3 separate regions of the Sus scrofa genome follow, and all the other regions are linked to region 3. A link is a contact called in public Hi-C data. All regions are on one chromosome and are shown on one strand. Each heading gives the region's core, a stretch centred on a gene start, on an enhancer-like site or on the middle of the called end of the contact. The rest is flanking DNA. Distances are from core to core; before and after follow the strand shown.

What was found. Hi-C and Micro-C count contacts between places; a contact is called where the count stands out from the background.
Region 1: a Hi-C map of skeletal muscle shows a contact between it and region 3, with 4 times the contacts expected there. The contact joins two enhancer-like sites. A contact is called at or near these places in 4 of 47 Hi-C or Micro-C datasets (embryonic fibroblasts, epiblast stem cells and skeletal muscle) and 1 of 2 datasets of contacts at active chromatin or transcription factors (skeletal muscle).
Region 2: a Hi-C map of liver shows a contact between it and region 3, with 2.6 times the contacts expected there. The contact joins two enhancer-like sites. A contact is called at or near these places in 1 of 5 promoter capture datasets (liver), 27 of 47 Hi-C or Micro-C datasets (adipose tissue, alveolar macrophages, blood and 14 more) and 1 of 2 datasets of contacts at active chromatin or transcription factors (skeletal muscle).

Annotation. Positions count from the first base shown.
Region 1 is chr3:28,775,257-28,778,006 of Sscrofa11.1, forward strand. All of the region lies in intron 22 of PARN (poly(A)-specific ribonuclease PARN), which reads left to right. Among named protein-coding and RNA genes, the nearest start is that of MIR365-1, 130 kb to the right of the region's middle. Within about 2 kb of position 1,290, at least 11 of the 83 cell types and tissues checked have an H3K27ac peak or open chromatin away from gene starts, as enhancers often do. A contact at or near this core is called in skeletal muscle, where this site is marked.
Region 2 is chr3:28,661,281-28,663,998 of Sscrofa11.1, forward strand. It overlaps PARN (poly(A)-specific ribonuclease PARN), which reads left to right. Exons shown (of 24, transcript XM_021086564.1): 17 at 2,154-2,264; 18 at 2,565-2,634. Among named protein-coding and RNA genes, the nearest start is that of PARN, 46 kb to the left of the region's middle. Within about 2 kb of position 1,286, at least 11 of the 83 cell types and tissues checked have an H3K27ac peak or open chromatin away from gene starts, as enhancers often do. A contact at or near this core is called in fetal liver, liver and skeletal muscle, where this site is marked.
Region 3 is chr3:28,913,496-28,916,393 of Sscrofa11.1, forward strand. No RefSeq gene overlaps it. Among named protein-coding and RNA genes, the nearest start is that of MIR365-1, 6.7 kb to the left of the region's middle. Within about 2 kb of position 1,591, at least 40 of the 83 cell types and tissues checked have an H3K27ac peak or open chromatin away from gene starts, as enhancers often do. A contact at or near this core is called in fetal liver, liver and skeletal muscle, where this site is marked.

The sequences.
Region 1 (2,750 bases), core at 40-2,539, 140 kb before region 3:
CGAATGAAAGTGAGTTAGGAAGAGGGAGTTCCCGTTTTGGCACAGCAGAAACAAACCTGACTAGTATCCATGAGGACGTGGGCTTGATCCCTGGCCTTGCTCCGTGGGTTAAGGATCATGCATTGTTGTGAGCTGTGGCCTAGGTCGCAGATGAGGCTCAGATCCCACATTGCTGTGGCTGTGGTGTAAGCCGGAAGCTGCAGCTCTGATGCCACGCCTAGCCTGGGAACCTCCATGTGCCACAGGTACGGCCCTAAAACGCAAAAAAACAAAACAAGACAACAACAACAACAGGGATACAAGATACTTTCTTACTGCTATGATAAAGTAAACAATAAGAAAAAAGTGAGATAGGAAGAATTTCAAACCATGTTCTTATTAAAAAAAAAAAAAAGGATTTCTAATTGAATGCCAGTGAATCTTTTAACCCAGAACCAGTTTCTCTTGTTTCAGTGAATTTACACATAAGCTTCATTCCCAGGACTGAGCGCATACTCACCTCGTGTAGTCTGTCCACACCCGCTGTTCCACAGGAGCTGTCCTTCACTCCTAGGTAGCTATCTTTCAGACATACCTTCCTTCATATTAATTTTACTTTTCGCAGTCAGCTTCTTTACTAGAAATAGGAATCACAGTTGATCAGTGACCTCCAAGGGATCGCCTTGTGAATGGGGCCTCGGCCAGCCAGCATCCTCCCCGAGCCATCCAGACCGTGCCCGAAAAACAGAAGCAGTCATGCTCTTGGAATGTGGATTCAGCATGAGAGTTTGGGAAAACAATACAAATGCATTTTCTAGCTCCCACCTCCCAGACTTTTCCCACTCATTTTGCAGCGTGAGGTAGTTGGCCCAGCAGGATGCTCCGTCTCCCTTGGCTCTGTGTTGTGGGGCATGTGTTTCTATCCAGGCGGACCAGGGAAGTTGTCTGTGTGCTGGACTGTCAACCGTGTGAATATTCCGTATAACTCAGGGCGGGATGAGCACTTTGCTCTGTCGCTTGCCTTAGTGCTTCGGCGGGGGGCGCAGTCGCCTATGTCATCGGTTCAACAAACCTTGGCTGCTGTCCCCACGGTGCGCAGACGCCTGCGCTCAGCAGGGAACGTGAGGCCCTGCTCCCCCTGAACTTGCCTTCTGGGGGCAGAGGATAAACAAGTCAGGAAACCAATATGAAGCAAGGGTGAATAGGAAGAGGAAAACGAACAGGGTTGTGAGAGGCGTGCTGCAGGCTGAGGGGCTGCCTGGGCTCCTCGGGGTGTCAGGGCAAGCCTTTCTGAGGGGTTCCTTCTCAGTTGAGGCCTGCCCGGTAAGAGCTGACCCTGGGAAGATGGGGTGGGGAGCGTGGCTCTAGACGCCCTCAGATCTGCCTAACCAGCTGCACCACCTGGCGAGTGTTGCTTATCCTGACAGTGAGGTTTCCTGCTATAAAACGGGAATGACCATGCAAGTTCAGCCTCTGACAGTTGGCCATGGACAGATATCAAATGCGAGAATTTTGTAAACTTAGGCACTTATTTAAAGGAAAGGTCATTATTATTTTATCCAGCAGTGTGAGCTTCCCAGCCAACTAAAGAACTCTGAGATTATCTCAAAAGCTACAGGACTTGGAGTTCCCTTGTGGCTCCACATGTTAAAGAATCAGTGTTGTTACTGCTGTGGCTCTGGTTACAGCTGTGGCTCAGGTTTGATTCCTGGCCTGGGAACTTCCTCATGCTGCAGGCATGGGGAAAAAAAAATTAAAGGAAGGACAAATAGATAATGAAAGAGAATGGGAGGTCCAGTTTGTAGTCAATTGATTTCCACTAGCGTTGCAGGAATTCCTTCCTGGCGTTTCTAGAGACGTGTGTGCTATTCCAAATCATGAGAAATATCAATGAAGAAATCAGGATAAAGGGGAAAATAATCCGTGGGAATTAAAGTTTAACCATCAGCATAGGCATTACTAGTTCAAAGGAATCATCTTTCCTAAAGTTGAAAGCAAGAGTGGAGTCAGTGTCACAGGTCAAGGTCAGCATTTCTGAAATCAGGGCAGGAGCACACTGGGTCTCCCTCACATCTGTTATTCTTCTTTGTCACTGTTGCCATGTTGTACGTGTGTGTTTGCAGCCCTGTCTGCTACTAACAGTGAGTCAGTCTTATGAATAAGACTATATTAATGAATCCACACACATCAGTACAAATGATAAGAATCCTGTGAACTTTGCTCCAAGAAATAAGTTTTGGAAGCAGTCCTTAAATTGGCAGTTTTGAGACACGTACTGTCAACCTTGCTAGGGTATCTGAATGTTACATGATCTTAATAGAATCCAGTACTGTTTCTGTGTTTGAATATTTGCTGTAGGCTATAGTTCTTTGTAAATATTTTTACAGAAGATATGCAAAGACAATGTAAATGTTATTGTGGGATGCTGTGATGTGAAATCAGCTCATCTAAAATCTAAATTAGGACAAGCAATATCAGTTTTAACAGCAAAATCAAAATCAAGGCAGGCAGACAAAGTGTTTTTATCTCTAAGAACGGAAGTGTACGTATATGAGGCAGTACGTAGTTTAACCCCCGCCTTGTACTCACTTTAGACACGCTCGGAACAGTTTGACCAACATCACCACCACATAAAAGAATCTCTTCTCCATCATTATTATTTGTTTTGTGGTAAATATTAATGATGGTGCGTTTTAAAATCTCATTTGAGGATAACTTTTGAGGGAGTTTCCTTCATGCTCATTGGTTAACGAACCTGACTGGGATCCATG
Region 2 (2,718 bases), core at 36-2,535, 250 kb before region 3:
AATTACGGGTGTCTGTTGTAGAAGAAATGTTGAAACCGTTCTAGAAACTGTGTATATTTATAGACTTTTTTTCCCTCAAACAACTTGCCCGTGCCCTGTGTTGAGTTACTGTTTTCGGAGTAAAGGCAGTCTTCTAATCCTGCATCTGTTTTCTGTGAGTAGGATTGGGGCCTGTTCGTGGAGAAGTTTAGCAATTAAAGCCTCAGGACTTTTATTTCCTAATGCTTGGAATACTCCCCAAACTCAGTGTCTTTCTTTTTTATGGTGCATTGTTTAAGTGGAGACAAAGAGTTGGTGATTAATTGCCAGGGGTAGGATGAAAATAAACTTTTTGTCTCTGGAAAGCCCAAGAACAGGGTTTGCTGATGAGGAAGGAGCTGGCTTAGGTGCAGAACCGATGACGAGAGGAAAACCAGAATAAGGAGAAATGTTCTTTGAGGGCAGAGGTGTTTTGCCAAGTCTGGCCACGGCCCCTACCCAGGCAGTTGGTGACCCTTCCAGCTGTGCTTGCCTTGCTTCCTCCTAGCGTAGTTATGCTGCTGATACGGTGACTCACGTTCCACCAGCTGTAGCCTACAAACTTCCCAAGACATTGATCATAGGACTAAAGCTTCAGAAATTGACTGCAGAAGGTACTCAAGCAGCCAAGGTTACAGTTCTTTGCTTCCCTTTCTGGAATAGTCCAAAAAAGGAGTAAGAAGAGGGGGTGGGGGCTGGTAGTGGGTTAGTGGGGACACCTGGACCTTTTCTATAACGACACAATGGCACTAGTGGATCTGGGAAATATGTGGTCCAGCTGGTGAGAGAGGATAGGACTTAATTGGCCTTCATGTTAAAATACTTTTATAAAGCTTAAAATCTAATACTTGATACTTACGGAGGTTAAAGAATTCTTGCTCAAAGAGCATTGTATTGATGTAAAAACAGTGACAGCCTTTTCAGTATTAGTTTCCACTCATGCTTTTCATCCTGTTGTAACCTTTTTGATATTCACCTCCACAGTGGTTCTCGGAAATAATTATTTATGAGTTACAGTTTTATCCTGTCATTTCCATGTACTATTCCGGCAGAGGGTTTACTCTAAAGCAGGTTTCTCTTAGACCTCATTCTTTCGGCATCTGTGTCTATGCATGTGACCGAAGAAGCCTGTTTTAAAACGGGCTCTCCTCTGAAGTGGCCCCATGTTCCAAGGGCAGCATGACAGCGAGTTTTGATCTATTTTCGGACAGAGTTGTGCTTTCATCTTTAGATCTGTGAGCTTGGAGACCTAGCAGAGGCCAGTACTGAGTGGAGCCGATATCGATCGGAGACCTTTGCTTTGGGGGAAGGTTACCTACGGGGCGTTTACTGGGTACCAAGCACTGTGTCAGAGCTTTCCTTCCATGAGCTCATGGGAGCCTCACAAAGGCCTCATGAGGGAGCCGTGATTCTCCATCTCCACTCTACCAGAACGGAGGCCCAGAGGCCAGGCTCCCCGGGAAAATAAGCGGTGGGGCCAAGATTCCAACCCAGGCAGTGGGACGCCAGAGGCCATGCTATTTAGTCATTAGTCCAGAGTCAGAAGAGGAGTCATGGTCATAGTGCAAGTGGTGCGTGCTTGTCGGCAGCACCATCAGTGCAGCGAGGGGGACAGTGGCTGAGTCTTTGATAATGTAACGGAGGCATTTCTCTGGTCGGGACCAAAGCCCTCGTTTTCGGTGACTCTGTTATCTCAGTGTCCTGCGGGGAGAGAATTAAGACATAGGTAGCCTGGAGTTCCTGTTGTAGCTCAGTTAACCGACGCGACTGGTATCCATGAGGTTGCAGGTTCGATCCCTGGCCTCACTCAGTGGATTAAGGATCCGGCATTGCTGTGAGCTGTGGTGTAGATCACGGACTCAGCTTGGATCCCTGTTGCTGTGGCTGTGGTGTAGGCTGGCAGCTGCAGCTCTGATTCAGTCCCTAGCCTGGGAACTTCTGTATGCTGTGGGTGTGGCCCTTAAAAGACAGAAAAAAAGAAAAAAGAAACAGGTAGCTCTTTTTCTGCTTCTTTAGGGTATTTCTACAGCACAGACTAATGCCTTTGGGATGTGGCAGGGCAGTGCGCTCACCAGTCTTCATGATTTGTGATGACCTTGGGAAAACTTTTTTTTTTCTCTCTTTTTCCTCTTTAGAAAGTGCAGAAGGTTTTCCAAGTTATGACACGGCTTCCGAACAGCTCCACGAGGCAGGCTATGATGCTTACATCACAGGACTGTGCTTCATCTCCATGGCCAACTATCTAGGTACTCCCTATTCCTGCTTCTGTCAAACTCACTGTGGTCCAGAGGGGATCTCACCTGTCTCCTCTTTCCCTGGGATCCACTCATGAGAAGTGGGAGGGTTTTGCGGTCAGAGTGCAGGGAAGGTTGGGGCAGAGGGCCTGGAGCGCACGCAGGAATGAAGCATCACCCCTTACCTGTGCTGTGGTACTCGGCCCATACGAGTACCTTTTACCCGTGCTGAACCATGCTGTTGATTTAAATATATTTTTCAGGCTTTGTCTGCCTGACCGTGTATAATGTTCTGCTTCTTTTCTTCATTAGGTTCTTTTCTTAGTCCTCCAAAAATTCATGTGTCTGCCAGATCCAAACTCATTGAACCTTTTTTTAACAAGTAAGTAACAGGGTCCCAGGCCCCCAGTGTTCTCTCCGTGCAGGAGCCCCCAGTGTCTGGGATGTCAATTAGGGGTAATGGGAG
Region 3 (2,898 bases), core at 341-2,840:
GGAGTACCTGGGGTGCCTCCAGCAGCCCCACACACCCCATCCTGCTAAAGTTTAGTTATTTGTGCTCTTAATTGTCTTATTAAAGTCAAATTTGCTGCTTGCCCAGACTGGGGGAAGTGATTTCCATCTTAATAGCTCAATTAGCCTCCGGGTTCTGGAAAGGCCACCCCCCAACACACACCTTTTCTCCCCACTTTAAACCCCCTCCTTTTTTCACAACTTCTCCTAAAAATAAATTATAAATATGGATGTGTCCTCAGAGGATCTGAGCCGCACATTCCAACGCTCCCCACGGTGGGGCTTGGAAGCAGGAGAAACCAGAAACGCCACTCCCCCGACCCTCAAATCAAAATGCCTTTTCTCTTTTTTCTCCTAACTTTTACCAGAGCAACTTGGTGAGGTCTTGGGCCCTGACACCTCGATCCGCACCCCGGAACCTAGATTTTTTTTTTAACTCCTGTCCAGCAAAATAAAGCCAACGTGCTATGGCCGCCTGCTCCTTGGTGGGAGCGGCTGCCAACTTTACTTCGGGGAGGTGGTAACTCTCTGGGGACTGTGCTCCCGGCTTTCTGGGACGTCCCCCGGGGCTCGGCCCTGGGAGGCTGGCACGGGCCCCCCAGCCCGTGCCAGCGCGGCCCGGGGCGCACGTGGAGTGGCGAGGTGCGGCGGGCGCCGACGGCCGTGCGGGCGGCCTGCTCTCCGCACGGCATTGATATCGGGGTCACGCAGCGAGTCAGTTTCCCGAACGGGCTTTCCGGGGTGGGGGCGGGGTGGCAAGCTTGCAAATCGCCTCGTTAATTTCCCAGCCTGGGCATTAGGGAGGTGGGGGGCTGCCTCACCCCCATCCCACCTCCTCGCCTAACACGCCCCTCTCGGGAGCTAAGGAGGGAGGAGGGGGTGGAGGGAGCCCAGCTCCGCCGCCTCGGGGGGTGGCAGCGGCGGCGGCGGCGGCGGCGGATCCCCTCCCAGACAAGCGTCTAGCGCCGGGTCCCGGGAGAGCCGCGCGCTTCCCCCGCCGCCACCTCCCAGGTCGCGTTGCCACCCACCCCCCCAAGCAGCCGCCCCGCACCCCCTTCTGCCCCGGGGGGCCTGGGCACCCACCTGCCGCGGCTCCTGCCCTGGCCCGGGGGAGGGGTGCCATGCAGGAAAAACGGGGAGACTCACCGCCGCTGCCTCCTCCGGGGGTGCAGGGGGCCCCCCGGGGCTGCGCCTTCCCGGGCTCCCGGGAGGCGTGTGCGGGGCTGGGGGCGCCCCGCGGGCCCTGCCGCCTCCGCCTCGATTAGAGTCCAGCCTCAAATCCTTCACCATGGTGCGTGTCGGGGGGACATTCAGAAAAATATCCCCCCACCTCCCCAGAGCAGATCCAAGTGATGGGCGGGGGGCGTAGAAAAGCCTTTCCTGCCGAGAGCGCGGAGCCGACGGGGCTGCACCCGGCCTCCACGGTCCGCTGCCGCCACAAAGCCGCGCCCCCGCCCCCCCACCCGGCCCGGCCCCCCCTCCCGCTCCCCGCACCCCACGCCCTATGGCCGGCCCGGGGCGGGGGCTGGGTCAGCCCGGGGTTGGTCGCGCTGGGGAGGCGGCGGCGCGGCGGCGGCGGCCCAGGCGGCGGGGCGGCTCCTCCCCGGCCCGGGAGAGAGGGCGAGAGCCTGGAAGCCGAGCGCGCCCGCCTGCCCCGGGTGGGGGCTGGGGCGGGGGCCGGGGGCGGGGGGGGGCCTTCCTAGAAACCCTCGCCAAATATAGTCAGCGGATAGGGGCATTCCTAGAAATGCGGCGGCGACGTCAGCCTGGACCTGTGGGGGCAGAGCCTGGGGTTCTCCAAACTGGGGGGCACGGGGAGAGGGGAGGTTCCCCACCTCCAGTACCCCCGTGGCCCGGAGGAGGGAGCCTAGGCTGGGCCTCCCTCCTGGGGGGCGGGTAGGATTCCTCCAAATGCGCTCCCGGGATTCCTCAGCCAGGGGCGTCTGAATGGGGACACATCTACTTAAAATTCAGACTCGCCCCCCCTCCTCCTTTCGGGAACACTCCGTGCCAGTCGGCGCTTTGAGCCCTTCCTCCGATTTTTCACACTCCCCCGACCCACCGTAGAAGTAGGGGCTGCAGCAACGCTGGCTCCCACACCTGGCCACCTACCCCCTTGGTGGCCCCTTACCACCTCTGGCATCACCGGAGTCCCCTAGAAGCCCCAAGTTTGACATGGGATGGGCGTGTTCTGATCCCAAGAACTCCCCCAAAATACCAACCCACCTTCAGGCCAAAAAATAAAGTTGTGCTTCCCCTTCGCCATTCCAAAGCCCCCCTGTTTCCACTTTCACAGTGCCGGGCTCTGGGAGATAGGCTGGAAATTGGGGAGTGGGGGTGGGGCATGAGCGTACCCTCGCTACCCCCCAAAGATCTGACCCCTGGTGCTGACACCCGCTCCCCTCCCCCTATAAGCCACTCCCCCCTCCCCAAACTACCTAAGGTTCCAACAGTTAGGGTGACGATCCCTCACAACCCAGTGACCTCTCGGAAATCTGCCCCCCACCGCACCCTTTTCCCAGAACCCCCAGATCATCCCAGAAGTGTTGATGAGGATCCCGAAGAGGATCCACATAACTGAGACATGACTAGTCCCCTAGAACCGCCAGGCCTCTTTTCAAGTAAATGTGACTGGACTCAGCCTCCCAGGATCATAAAAAATGTATTTGCTGTCCTCTGTTGGCCAATGGGTGTCACACTCAGAAAGCACATCCCTCAGCCCAGTGGGCGCTTCTGATGCCGTCAGCGGGGGTCCTAGGGACCCCAGCCAGAGGAGATGAGCCACACAGCCCCCTCCTCTCCTTCTGCTCCAGCTGCACTCCCACTTTGCCCCCACGTCCCTGGGAGGGGTGTCCTGGTTTGCAGCCACCAAACTGGACT